Regions from separate parts of the Mus musculus genome. Here region 1 is linked to region 2. A link is a contact called in public HiChIP or PLAC-seq data. All regions are on one chromosome and are shown on one strand. Each heading gives the region's core, a stretch centred on a gene start, on an enhancer-like site or on the middle of the called end of the contact. The rest is flanking DNA. Distances are from core to core; before and after follow the strand shown. Region 1 overlaps Reep1 (receptor accessory protein 1). Region 2 holds the start of Mrpl35 (mitochondrial ribosomal protein L35).

What was found. HiChIP or PLAC-seq counts read pairs in DNA pulled down with a chosen protein or histone mark.
Region 1: an H3K4me3 HiChIP or PLAC-seq map of the SCID.adh cell line shows a contact between it and region 2, with 14 read pairs. The contact joins the enhancer-like site here to the promoter of Mrpl35 in region 2. A contact is called at or near these places in 1 of 39 promoter capture datasets (macrophages), 3 of 115 datasets of contacts at active chromatin or transcription factors (the SCID.adh cell line and embryonic stem cells) and 3 of 9 other capture datasets (adipose tissue, embryonic stem cells and pancreatic islet).

Annotation. Positions count from the first base shown.
Region 1 is chr6:71,755,261-71,761,112 of GRCm38.p6, reverse strand. Reep1 (receptor accessory protein 1) reads right to left here. Exons shown (of 7, transcript NM_178608.4): 2 at 4,677-4,749. Among named protein-coding and RNA genes, the nearest start is that of Reep1, 51 kb to the right of the region's middle. Within about 2 kb of position 3,377, at least 136 of the 459 cell types and tissues checked have an H3K27ac peak or open chromatin away from gene starts, as enhancers often do. A contact at or near this core is called in the SCID.adh cell line, where this site is marked.
Region 2 is chr6:71,822,385-71,827,930 of GRCm38.p6, reverse strand. It overlaps Mrpl35 (mitochondrial ribosomal protein L35), which reads left to right and starts at 4,147. Exons shown (of 4, transcript NM_025430.3): 1 at 4,147-4,215. The coding sequence starts at 4,173.

The sequences.
Region 1 (5,852 bases), core at 2,128-4,627, 66 kb after region 2:
AAAGTTCTGGGGAAGGAGCCTGATAGACTGGCGACAAGTTCAGGAAGGGAGAACCTCAGAGAAGAAGGGAAGCCAAGAAGAGGAAAACTCCTAAAATGGACACTTCAAAGTCTTGGCCAGAATCCCAGTGCTTAAGATTCTGAGGCAGGGGGATCATGAGGCCGAGGTCAGCCTGGACGACAGAGCAAAAATCTTTCACAAAAATAACAACGCTCTTGGCTGGACCTTGAACTGCAAAGAACCAAAGTAATATTTTCAAACAGGGACTTCAGTATGTATATAAATGAAACTTTTAAAGAAAGGCTCAGGATTAGGAAAACTTGGAGAAGACTGACTGGGTGTCCTATGGATGCCATAGTTTCAAATTATCCTGGTGCTTCAGGTATCCTTCATAGGTCAGAGAGAACCTCTCAGTCAAAGTGTTGTTTCTATAAGGATGTGAATAATTTATTCCCTGGGAGGCACACCCGAACTTTCACTTATTCCTGCCCAAAGACTATGTTTAATATTAGTGGACATATTAATTATATTTAATTAATAGTACTTAATTATACTAATTAATAATAATTAATTTGTGAAATATTAATTCCAACAGTTTCAGTCTTGAGAAAGGGTCTCACTCAATATTAGTGGCTCCCCGAGGATGGTGACCACTACATAGCCAATAGGAATTAACAGAGTTATTCAGGACACTGGGATAGGAAGGTCAACAACTGTAATTGCACGCATCCTTAAAAAGGAATTCTTCCCAGTGATGTCAGAGGGAGCCATGCCTGTGGAAGACTGCTCAGAGATGCAAAACCACTGGCTCCAAAGAATGAGGAAGCGGTGTGTGCTGGCGAGCAGCTGCCACCTGGAGCCACAGACCAGGCAGAGACACTCTTTCCTTCAGAGACTGCAAAGAGAAACAGCCTTGCCTGTCACTTCAGCAATGGAATCTAATAATGTATGCTGTTCTATGCTGGGAAGTTCATGGTAACTTGTTACAGTGACAATAAGCTAATCCGATACTTTGTACGAAATTTAGAATAATAACGAAAGAATATAAAAATGAGAGTATAGCCAAAAGGAGTTATTCAGCGTTATAAATATTAGTAGACACAAGGGTGTTATTGTTACAGTCTTCAAATTTTGCATCATCCTGAGCTAAAGAGAGAGCTCAGCCATTGAGAGTACTGGCTCTTCTTCCAGAGGACCTGGGTTCAATTCCCATAAATTACATGGTGGCTCACAACCATCTGTAACTCCAGTCCCAGGGGATTTGATGCCCTTTTCTGGCTACTGAGGGCACTGCGGGCACATGGTACACTAGGACAAGCAGGCAAAACATCCATACCCATAAAATAAAATAAAATAAAATAAAATAAAATAGCATTATTCAATAACCTATGTTTTTGTACATATTTTATAAATTATAGATAATGAATATAATTTCGGGTATAACCAATTTAAAAACAATAAATAAATATGTTTAAAAGCTAGTTCAAGAGACCACTGACTCTTCTCAGGGAAAATGATCTGAAGCAGACCCCAGGGAGCGGCTGTAGAGAACGACAGGAGATCTGCGTTGGGAGATGACATGGCCCTGAGGATGATGGGCACAGTCACCAACTGGGCATGAGAAGTGATGCAGCTGGATAGTGAAGGAGAGGCTGGAGTCCCGGGAAAGTTCCAGGTCGTCTCCTGTACAAATGGGGTTATGAGGTGCCACAGCTGAGAATCATATGGAAGAAAATCTTCATCAAGAAATTCAAGAGATCGAAATAGACTAGATTTCAGGGCTGCACTGAGGGTGGGTGGGGTTGGGAACAGGGTGTTGGGGGGCAGAAAATATTTAGAGAAATGACTGGAATTGGGGGGCATTTCAATGGCAAGGTGGAAACCCAGTGCAATGGAAACCCCGTGGGCTCTCCGAGAATAATCCTTGCAAAGACTCCTAGTAATGAAGGACAGGGGGCCTGAACCAGCCATCTTCTGTAACCAGGCAAGGCCTCAAGTGGAGGGATTGGGACACCAACCCAGCCACAAGACCTTCAACCTATAGCTTGTCCTGCCTGCAGCGTGTTCTGGGACCAGAGCCTAACAAAACAAACATCAAAGAGTCCGGAGAGAGTTCATCCAGCAACTGATGGGGACAGGTGCAGAGTCCTACAGCCAACCATTGGGCAGCCCAGGGAGCCCTGCAGAGGAGCAGGAGGAAGGATCAGAGGAGCCAGACGGGTCAGGGACACACAGCCCACAGAATCAACTGACTGGGACTCATGGGAACTTAAGAGAGCAGGGAACCTGTATGGGTCTGACCTAGGTCCTCTACTTATGTGCTACGGATGTGTTTTTTTGTGGGAATCTTAACATTGGGAGCAGGGGCTGTTCCTGACTCTTTTGTCAACTCCTTTCCTCCTGCTGGGTTGCCTTGTCCAGCCTTGATGATGGTACATGCCGGGCCTCACTGTTGCTGGGTCTTACTGTAGCTTGTTATCCAGTGTTTGGTTGATGTCCCTGGGAGGCCTGCCTGGTCTTTTCTGAGGGGAGGTGGAAGGGGGTTGATCATGGAGAAAGGGGAAGGTGGGTGGGGGGGGGGGGAGAGAAACTGCAGGCAGGGTGTAATATATGAGAGAAGAATAAAAAAGAAAGAAAAAAAGAAAAATAATTCCCTAGATCAAATTGACCTGTGGCCATGCCTATGAGAGACTGTCTTGATTGTTAATTGATATGGGAGGGATCTGCCCACTGTGGGCAGCGCCAATCCCTGGGCAGGTGGTACTAGGTGGTATAAGGAAGTTAGCTGACCATGAGCCCAAGTGAGCCATCAAAACAGCATTTGCCATGGTTCTGCTAGACTTCCTTGGCTGTGAGTGAATTTCTATGTTAGAGGCACTCCTGCATGACTAGCAAGCAGCCTGCCTTTAAGATCCTGCTTGAGTTCTTGCCCTTGCTTCTCTCAGTGATGGAGATCATCAGTGATGGAGTCATCTAGACGTTTAAGCCAACTTCTTTTCTTCCCCAAAGTTGCTTTTGGTCAAAGTGTTTCCTTATTTAAAGTTTTAAGATTTCTTTTTATTTTTTTAATTCCTGTCTGTCTGTCTGTGTCTCTGTGCCTTGCTCTCTCTCTCTGCGTGTGAGTGTGTGTGTGTGTGTGTGTGTGTGCGTGAGTGTGTAGTAATGTGTGTTTAGGTGCTTTCAGAGAGCAGAAAAGGGCATCAGATGCCCTAGAATTGGAGTAACAGGTGTTGAGAGCCACTTAATTCAGGTCCTCTGGAAAAACAGCAAGTGCTCTTACCACTGAACCATCTCTCCAGCCCCTAGTCCGAGCATTTCATCACAGCAACAGAAATAAAATCAAACAGACCACAAGAAGGAAACATGAACCGTGTGAGTGCACATGTGATATGGCACTGAGCATGCTAGAGTGGGGGCTTTGAGAGTACGCACTGAACATATGTGACAGTGTGCGTGTGTGAGGGGCAGCAGGAGGAGGCAAGTCTCCCCTGATTCTCCTCAGCTCCCATCTCCCAAAGCCAGTTTTACCCAGAAACCTTCTAACCTTAACTGCCAAGCTCCCCCATGGGGAAGTGTGCACACCCCAGCCAACAGACAGCTGTTCTACTTGTCAGTTAGGTCTCACTCAAAATGAATGAGCTGCCACTCTGGCCATACACCAGGCTCCTGTGAGCTGAGTCAGCACAGAACGATTTACCAGGGTTTGATCTCGCCCAGCTGCCTGCGAGCAAGCGTGCTCAGCCCCTGCCCTGGAGCGGATCAGCCTTGAATTACAGAGACCTCAGTAAGGCCTCCCTCCCAGGCCCAGCTGCTGAGTACCACAGGTGGGGAGGGCTCGGGAGGGGGAAGCACTGGAAGAAGAAGCTGCCTATTGCTTTAGCCTGGGCTGTGTCAGTTGAGAACTGGGAGCCTCTGTGTTTGCAGCTTTTTGGCTATTTATAGCATGGGCACAGGGCTGTCCTCACACATACCAGGGATGGGCCTCCAGAAGTCACCCACTCTGGGTCCCCTGTTAGGAGCAGCTGAAGTAAGTGGTTCTGGGAACAGGGAGCAAGGGGGCTGGGCTTTGGTTGCAGCTGAACTGGAGGTGTTCATCATAAAGACTTCTTGGGAAATCCACGAAAATAATGACTTTCAAGCTAGCTCTGAATTAATCCATTCATACTTTAAAAGATTTTGCTTTTCCATTGCCATGGGCTCAGCTCTCTGCCAAGTGCTGCAGAGAGCTGATTAGGAACACCCCCACCCTCAAAGAGCTGACACGTCAACCAGGCTAAAACTGGTGTCGGAGGACAGACTGGAAGCGGGTCAGAACCAGCGAGCCAGGTAATAACCCAGGTCACATGGCTTCTCAAACCTGTGTGCCGTCTCTGGGGGAAGAAGGTGGTCTGTGGTCTGTGGTCTGCAGTTCCCCGGGTGAGGGAACTGGCCAGAGAGATGAAGTCACCATGGCACCTGACCCCGAGTCCCAGATTCAGTTTCTCCTTACAGTTCGCTGCTTTCCTCACTTTGATACTTAGGGTCTGGACAGGGGACAGCTTTGGATGGGGACAGGACTTCTGAGGAGTCACATGAGAAGGGTGATAGGTTCCCTTCTGCCACAGACCCAGACTAAGGGACAAGTTCCTCCACCATTCACGCTGAGCCACCCGCCCCCAGTGAGCGGCTTCACTTACATATTCTTTAATGTCCTTGGACTTCACAGCCTTGTATGAATAATATGCAGGATAAAGGGTGCCAAATATAAGCCTGCAGAGACGAGACAAAGGAAAAAGAGAGACATGATTTTCACCCATCCTGCTTGATGGAAATCATAAAACATCATATCCAGGGAACCATTCAAGCCAGGGAAATAACTCCCCTGAAGGTTTCCCGTTCACTGCTACATAATTCTTAGAAACACCTTTTCCTGAGACAGCCACCCACACACTTCCTTCTATCTTGGCTTGGGCAATATGGAAGGGCGACCAAGAATTATGGAGGTTAAGACAGGAGGAGACAGCAGCTAAGGCTCTGTGGAAGGATGGCTTCCTCTCCTGATGTTGATCTCCACCAGCAGATGCTGGAAGCCTAGGATCATTGAATTTGGCCTCAGCATCTTGCAGCCAGCATAAGCTTTCATATTCACAAATCTAACCAGGTCCACATCTCCTCCCATCAGCACACCTCCTCTGCCTTCACTTCTCTCACTAGGGTCAGTGAGTAGTTAACTCTCAGGCCTGCATCTGAGATCCATCTTCAGGGGAAGCTCTACCTGCCCGTTCTTGATACCTTACCTTTGTCAATGCTGCTTTCTTCTGGAATCTTCCCTGTCTTTTTTTTTTTTTTTTTTTTTTTTTATTAATACCTGCTCATCCATTAGATCCCGACTCCCACATGATTCTCTGGACACCCCTCTGACTTCCCAGACTAGCTCAACTCTTCCCAATGAACTTTCTCAGCATCTTGTACATAGCATCATGGTGTTCTTTCACTTGGCACTTTGATAGGCATCTCACCAGTGAACTATAAATGCACCGAGGGCTGAGCACAGGTCCTCATTATTTGCTCTAGGCGGACCTCAACCTGAAGACCTCCTTGGCTCAGCCTGCCGAGTACTGGGGTTGCAGGCATGCAACTCTATGCCTGAGAACAGGTGTTTTAAAAATTTATTCATTTGTGTATGTATTCAAATGGGTACCATGACACACACATGGAAGTCAGAGGACAACTTGTGAGAGTCAGTATTTTTGGTTCCACAATGTGAGTCCCAGGGATCGAACTCAGGTCATCAGGCTTGGCAGCAAGCACCTTTACACACTGAGCCATTTTACCCACCCAGTATATATTTATGTTTCTGAAACAGAGTCTCA
Region 2 (5,546 bases), core at 2,898-5,397:
CTGTCTTGAGTTCTTGCCCTGCCCTGACTTTCCTCAATGATCTATCATAACATGGATTTATTAAGCCAAATAAATCCTTTCCAAATTGGTTTTGGTCGGTGTTTTATCACAGGAACATCAAGCAAACCAGGACAAGCAAACTAGGTCACAAAACCTATCACTCTTGCAAGGAACCTGAGTTCAGTTTTCTTTTTTATAAATAGAATTTATTTTTTTATTTTATATGCATTGGTGTTTTGTATGCATTTATGTGTATGCAAAGGTGTCAGATCCCCTGGAGTTGGAGTTACAGATAGTCCTGGTCCTCTGGAGGAGCCATCTTTCCAGCCTTCCCTGAGTTCAACTTTCAGAGTCTAGATGCAGTGTCCCCCAACAACTTGAAAGAACAGTTCCAGGGACTCTGATATGCTCTTCTAGCCTCAGAGGGCATCCTCGAATGTGGTATACACATGTATACATGTAAATAATAGTACATATACACCTATATATCTATGCATATTTTAAAGTAAGATGGCTCAGTGAGTAAAGGCACTTGTCACTAAACTTGAATGTTTGATCCTAGAATCCCATACAATGGAAAGAGAAAACCAACTCCTGAAAACTGACCACTAAACTCCACACATGAACCACACACACACATTTGCACATTTTAACATAATAATATATACATGCACACCAAACACACCACACACAAAAACCACAATATGTTTTATGAAAAAACTTAATGCCAGACAAGTTAATCCCTACTCCCTAAAACTCCTAGGGTTTTTTTTTGTTGTTGTTTGTTTGTTTGTTTTAAAATGTGACTAGATTTGGGAGTGATGGCACAAACATATAATCCCAGCATTCAAGAGGCAGAGGCAGGACCAAAAAAAAAAAAAATGAACAACCAAAAATAACAAAATGTTACCAGGATTATACTAACATCATTTGGAAAATTTGTGTCACATAATTTCCCTATTTAAGAAGGTACAGTGACTCCTTTGCCAATCAAACTACCTTTAACTATGCTGGCAGATGGATCCTAATAAGAGCCCTAGCTGTGCAAGATTGAACCACGGGAGAAGCCAAATGTGGGGTATCCACCTGCAAACCCAGAATTCTTGTGGTGAGTGAGATGAGAAGCAGACAAGAGCCTGAAAGTTCTTGGACCAGATAGGCTCAAATATGTAGCACAGCAACAGAAACATCAAGTGACCCTGCATCAACAGAGTAAGGGGAATGGAATCCCAGAATTAGTCCCATGCATGCATATGTGTGTGTGTGTGTGTGTGTGTGTGTGTGTGTATGTATGTATGTATGTATATATACATGTGTGTGTGTGTATCCCTCACACTAAAAAGTTAATCCTCACGCATATCCACACACACAATAATTAGTAGGGGTTTTTGTTGTTTGTTTGTTTGTTTTTGAGACAATTTCTCTGTGTACCTCTGTGTAGTTCTGTATCCTGGAACTCACTCTATAGACCAGGCTAGCCTGGAACTCAGAGATCAGCCTGTCTCTGCCTCCCTAGTGCTGAGATCAAAGATGTATGATGCAGCTGCTACCACTACCAGGCTTAATTAGTAGTTTCAAAAGAGCCTTTATGGACATATCATTGACCTTTTACTATATATGGACTTTACCATATATGGATGATTTTGGACTCCAAATGGCCACCGTAGGTAGGTGGCAGACTGACATGACAACAGTGTTTCAGACTCACTACCCAATTACACAGCCCATGTCTCGGAGAAGCAAGTATAAATGTCTTGAGTGTTTTTAAAATGTGATTGAGGTAACCCGTGGGGAGTCCTGGGACTCATACAGAGGAGCTCATAAACTGAAAATTATTGTTGTAATGGTAAATTATTATTTGCCTTTTTATTCTGGTAATCACATAATTGTACAGAGATTACTTGATTTATTAATATCACAAGAAATTGAATGTAGAAGCAAATTTCATAACTCAGGGATTTTTAGGTTTTTGATGCTTTTCTTGTTTTATTTGTTTTAATAAATAAGGTCTCACTCTTGCCCAGACAGGCCTTTAACTAGAGGCAAGTTGTCCTGCCTCAAGTTATCAAATACTGTGATTACAGGCATGGATCACCATGTATAAATGGGCTCTTTTATGTATTTGTTTTTTATGCTGGACCTTAGATTTCTCACAGTTATTAGTTTTGTTTAACATTAGTGGATTTATGATTGCTATTTTAATCATGTGTGGTAAGCAAAACAACCAGACCCTCAGGATGTCTTCTTTCTTCTAATCTCTTTGGATATGGTACCTTATAAGAAAAAAACATTCTGTGGATATAAGAGTCTGTCAATCCTACTACGAAGGAGGCAGAAGCAAAAAGATCTCTAAGTTCAAGGACAGCCTGGTCTACACAGATTGTCTCAGGCTGGCCAGGGCTACAGAGTGAGAACATGTCAACAAAAACCAAACAAACAAAAGCCAGAAGAAGAATTTTTTGTAGCTCAGTTATTGCAGGCATTCTTAGCATGTAGGAGTCATGAGTTCAATTCCCAGTACTAAATATATAGTATTTTTGAGATGAGAATACCACTTTTTATTATCTGGGTAGGTCAAGTATGATTATAAGATTGAAGGAGGATGGGAGGAATAAGACACTGTCTTTGCAAAATACAAAACTAGGGGCTGGAGAGATGGCTCAGCGGTTAAGAGCACTTGCTGCTCTTCCAGAGGTCCTGAGTTCAATTTCCAGAAACCACATGAGGACTTACAATGACACATGGTGACTCACAACCAGAAGGGGATATGATGCCTTCTTCTAGCCTGTGGATGTTTATGCAGCAAAACAATAAATAAATAAATAAATAAATAAATACAAAAGTGTTCATGAGCCAAGGATTTCAGACATTTTCTAGAAACTGGAAAAAAGCAAGAGAAAGGACTTCTCTTCTAGAGCTTCCAGAAGAATCACAGCCTTAGTATAACTTGATTTTTAGTCCTTGGAATTTATCTTAGATTTCTGGCCTACAAAACTCTGATAGTGAATTTATGGCATTTAAGTCACTGAGTTTGTCATAGTTTTTGTAGCAGCAGTAGGAAAAAGACAACTGAGTTTTTTTTTTTCAAGATTTATTTATTATTATATATAAGTACACTGTAATTGTCTTCAGACAGCCCCAGAAGAGGGCATCAGATTTCATTACAGATGATTGTAAGCAACCATGTGGTTGCTGGGATTTGAACTCAGGACCTTCGGAAGAGCAGTCAGTGCTCTTAAAAGTTGAGCCATCTCTCCAGCCCCCTATTTTTCCCAATTTTAAGTTTTAGTATAACAAATACCAGTAGATATAACCATATAAGTTAAAGCTCTTTGAATTTTCAATAATTTTCTGAGGTCTTCAAGCCTCAACCTGCTATGGAGCTGTTACCCTAGGTGTAGCCACCACTACTAGTTCCTCAATAGAGTGTAAGAGTCCTGAAGCCAAAAATTGAACCGCCACTCTCTAAATGAGATTTGTGGGGTGTTTGTTTTTCTTGTTATTTTGGACTTTTCTCTTCCCTTTTCACCTTAATTTTTGCTTTTTTATTTTCGTTTTAAGTGTCTTTACACAATCCATGCTGGCTCAGCAGCAGAGCCTGTAATCCTTGTTATCATATCTATACTGGCAGTAAGGTCACTTGGAGTACAGGAGTCCCAAGTCACCTTCGGGATCTTGGAAGACCTTGTCTCAAAAATGGGGAAGTTGAGTTGGGGTATAGGGGAGGAGTGTAGCTCTCACTTTTAATCCCAGCAGCGGGTCTCTGTGAGTTCGAGGCCAGCTTAGGTCTATAGAGCTAGTTCCAGGTCAACCAGGGCTACATACATAAATCTAAAACAAAACAAAACAAAACAAAACACACAACAACAAACAAACAAACAAAACCCCCAAAACCTGTCTCAAACAAAACAAAAGCAAACAAACAAAAGTTTAGACAGTACCAACTCCTGCAAGTTTTTCTCTAACCCCCATAAGCACGCAGGGTCGTGCGCGAACCCAAACATAAAGGCAAAATAAGTAATTAAGAAGACGGTGGTTTAGGGCAGAAAGGCAAGGTTCAAAGAGCTCAACCTTGGCCACGCCTGTTCCCTTTAGTTCCGCCTCCTCCACGTTTCTTATCCTTTTGCTTTGTAACTTTGAGTCCACTGCGGCCACCGTAGGCAGGCTGCAAGATGGCGGCTTCCATCTTCACGGGCGCCGTGAGAGCTGCCTCAGGTCAGTGTTCTATTGACAGCTTCACTGAGAAGAGGGTCGGCGCGGGAGGGAGTGGGAATTTAGTTTGGATGTTAACGAGGAAAGAAAAACAAGATGACTTGAGGTCGGAGGTTTGCTGCGCGATACCTTGCACAGTGTAGTGCCCATGACCCGCGTTCACTGGATCCACCCTGCCCTAGGAAGCACACCCGAGACTGAGGTAGAGGAGGTGAGGGTGACACCCAAAAGTCCGCTTTTTTAAAAAATCTGATTTAGAGGTTCAACCACCTCTCTCAACTTTGACCTTGAGAGTCATATAATTTCTCTGAGTATTTTGGTTCTCTAGCGGTAAAATGGGGCTTCCTCCTACCTGTGGGTTAAACAAGTGTGTAAAGCATCGAGTATCTGGTCTCCTTGAGAACCGTGTGTAATTACCAGGAGCCTGGTCAAATTCGTTTTGAAGTACACCCCTCTGATGGTAGCGGGGCGGGCTTTAGGAGTGAAGGCAGAACCAGATAGGAAATTAAAAGTACTCAAGTATGATAGGGGTGATCAGTAAGCGACTTGCACACAACTTATACTGTAGAGATAACATTTGTGGAAAAATAGGCAGAGGACCAAGAGGGAAAAAAGTAACCATATAAAATTTCCAGGTATTAGAGCTTAAAAATGGAACTTTTGTGAGTTATGAAATGTGTATATAAAAAGTTTATATTAGGGGACATACGTGTAACTAACACCAGTTCAAGCCAAGCCCCTTTCCACCCCGTGCATTGCCCCGGTCATTATTCCCATAGCCACTTGAGCAACTATACCTTCATCTCTCAAAAGCATATTTTGTCTAGTTTTGAACTTTACATTAATTTATATACAATATGTCTAGTGTAATGTCTGGTTTTTATTTACTCCAGTGTGTGTGTGTGTGAACCCTTTTGATTTCTGACTGCTGTATCTTCTTTTCTTTTTTAAGATTTAAAAATTTTATTTATGTAAGTACACTGTCGCTCTCTTCAGACACACCTGAAGATCCCATTACAGGTGGTTGTGAGCCACTATGTAGTTGCTGGGAATTGAATTCAGGACCTTTGGAAGAGCAGTTGGTGCTTTTAACTGCTAAGCCATCTCTCTAACCCTCTTCCTACTCTTCTTCCTCCTCCTCTACCACCACTACCACCACCATCACAACCTTTAAATTCTTTTTTTTTTTTTTTTTAATGAGACAAGGCCTCATTATGGAGCCCAGTCTGGTCTTAAACTCTCAGTCCTCCTTAGCTTCCACATGCTGAGATTTTAGGTGCTTGGACTCCCAAACCTGCTTTTCTTCAGCACATCTTTATCTGGTGTTAGCATTG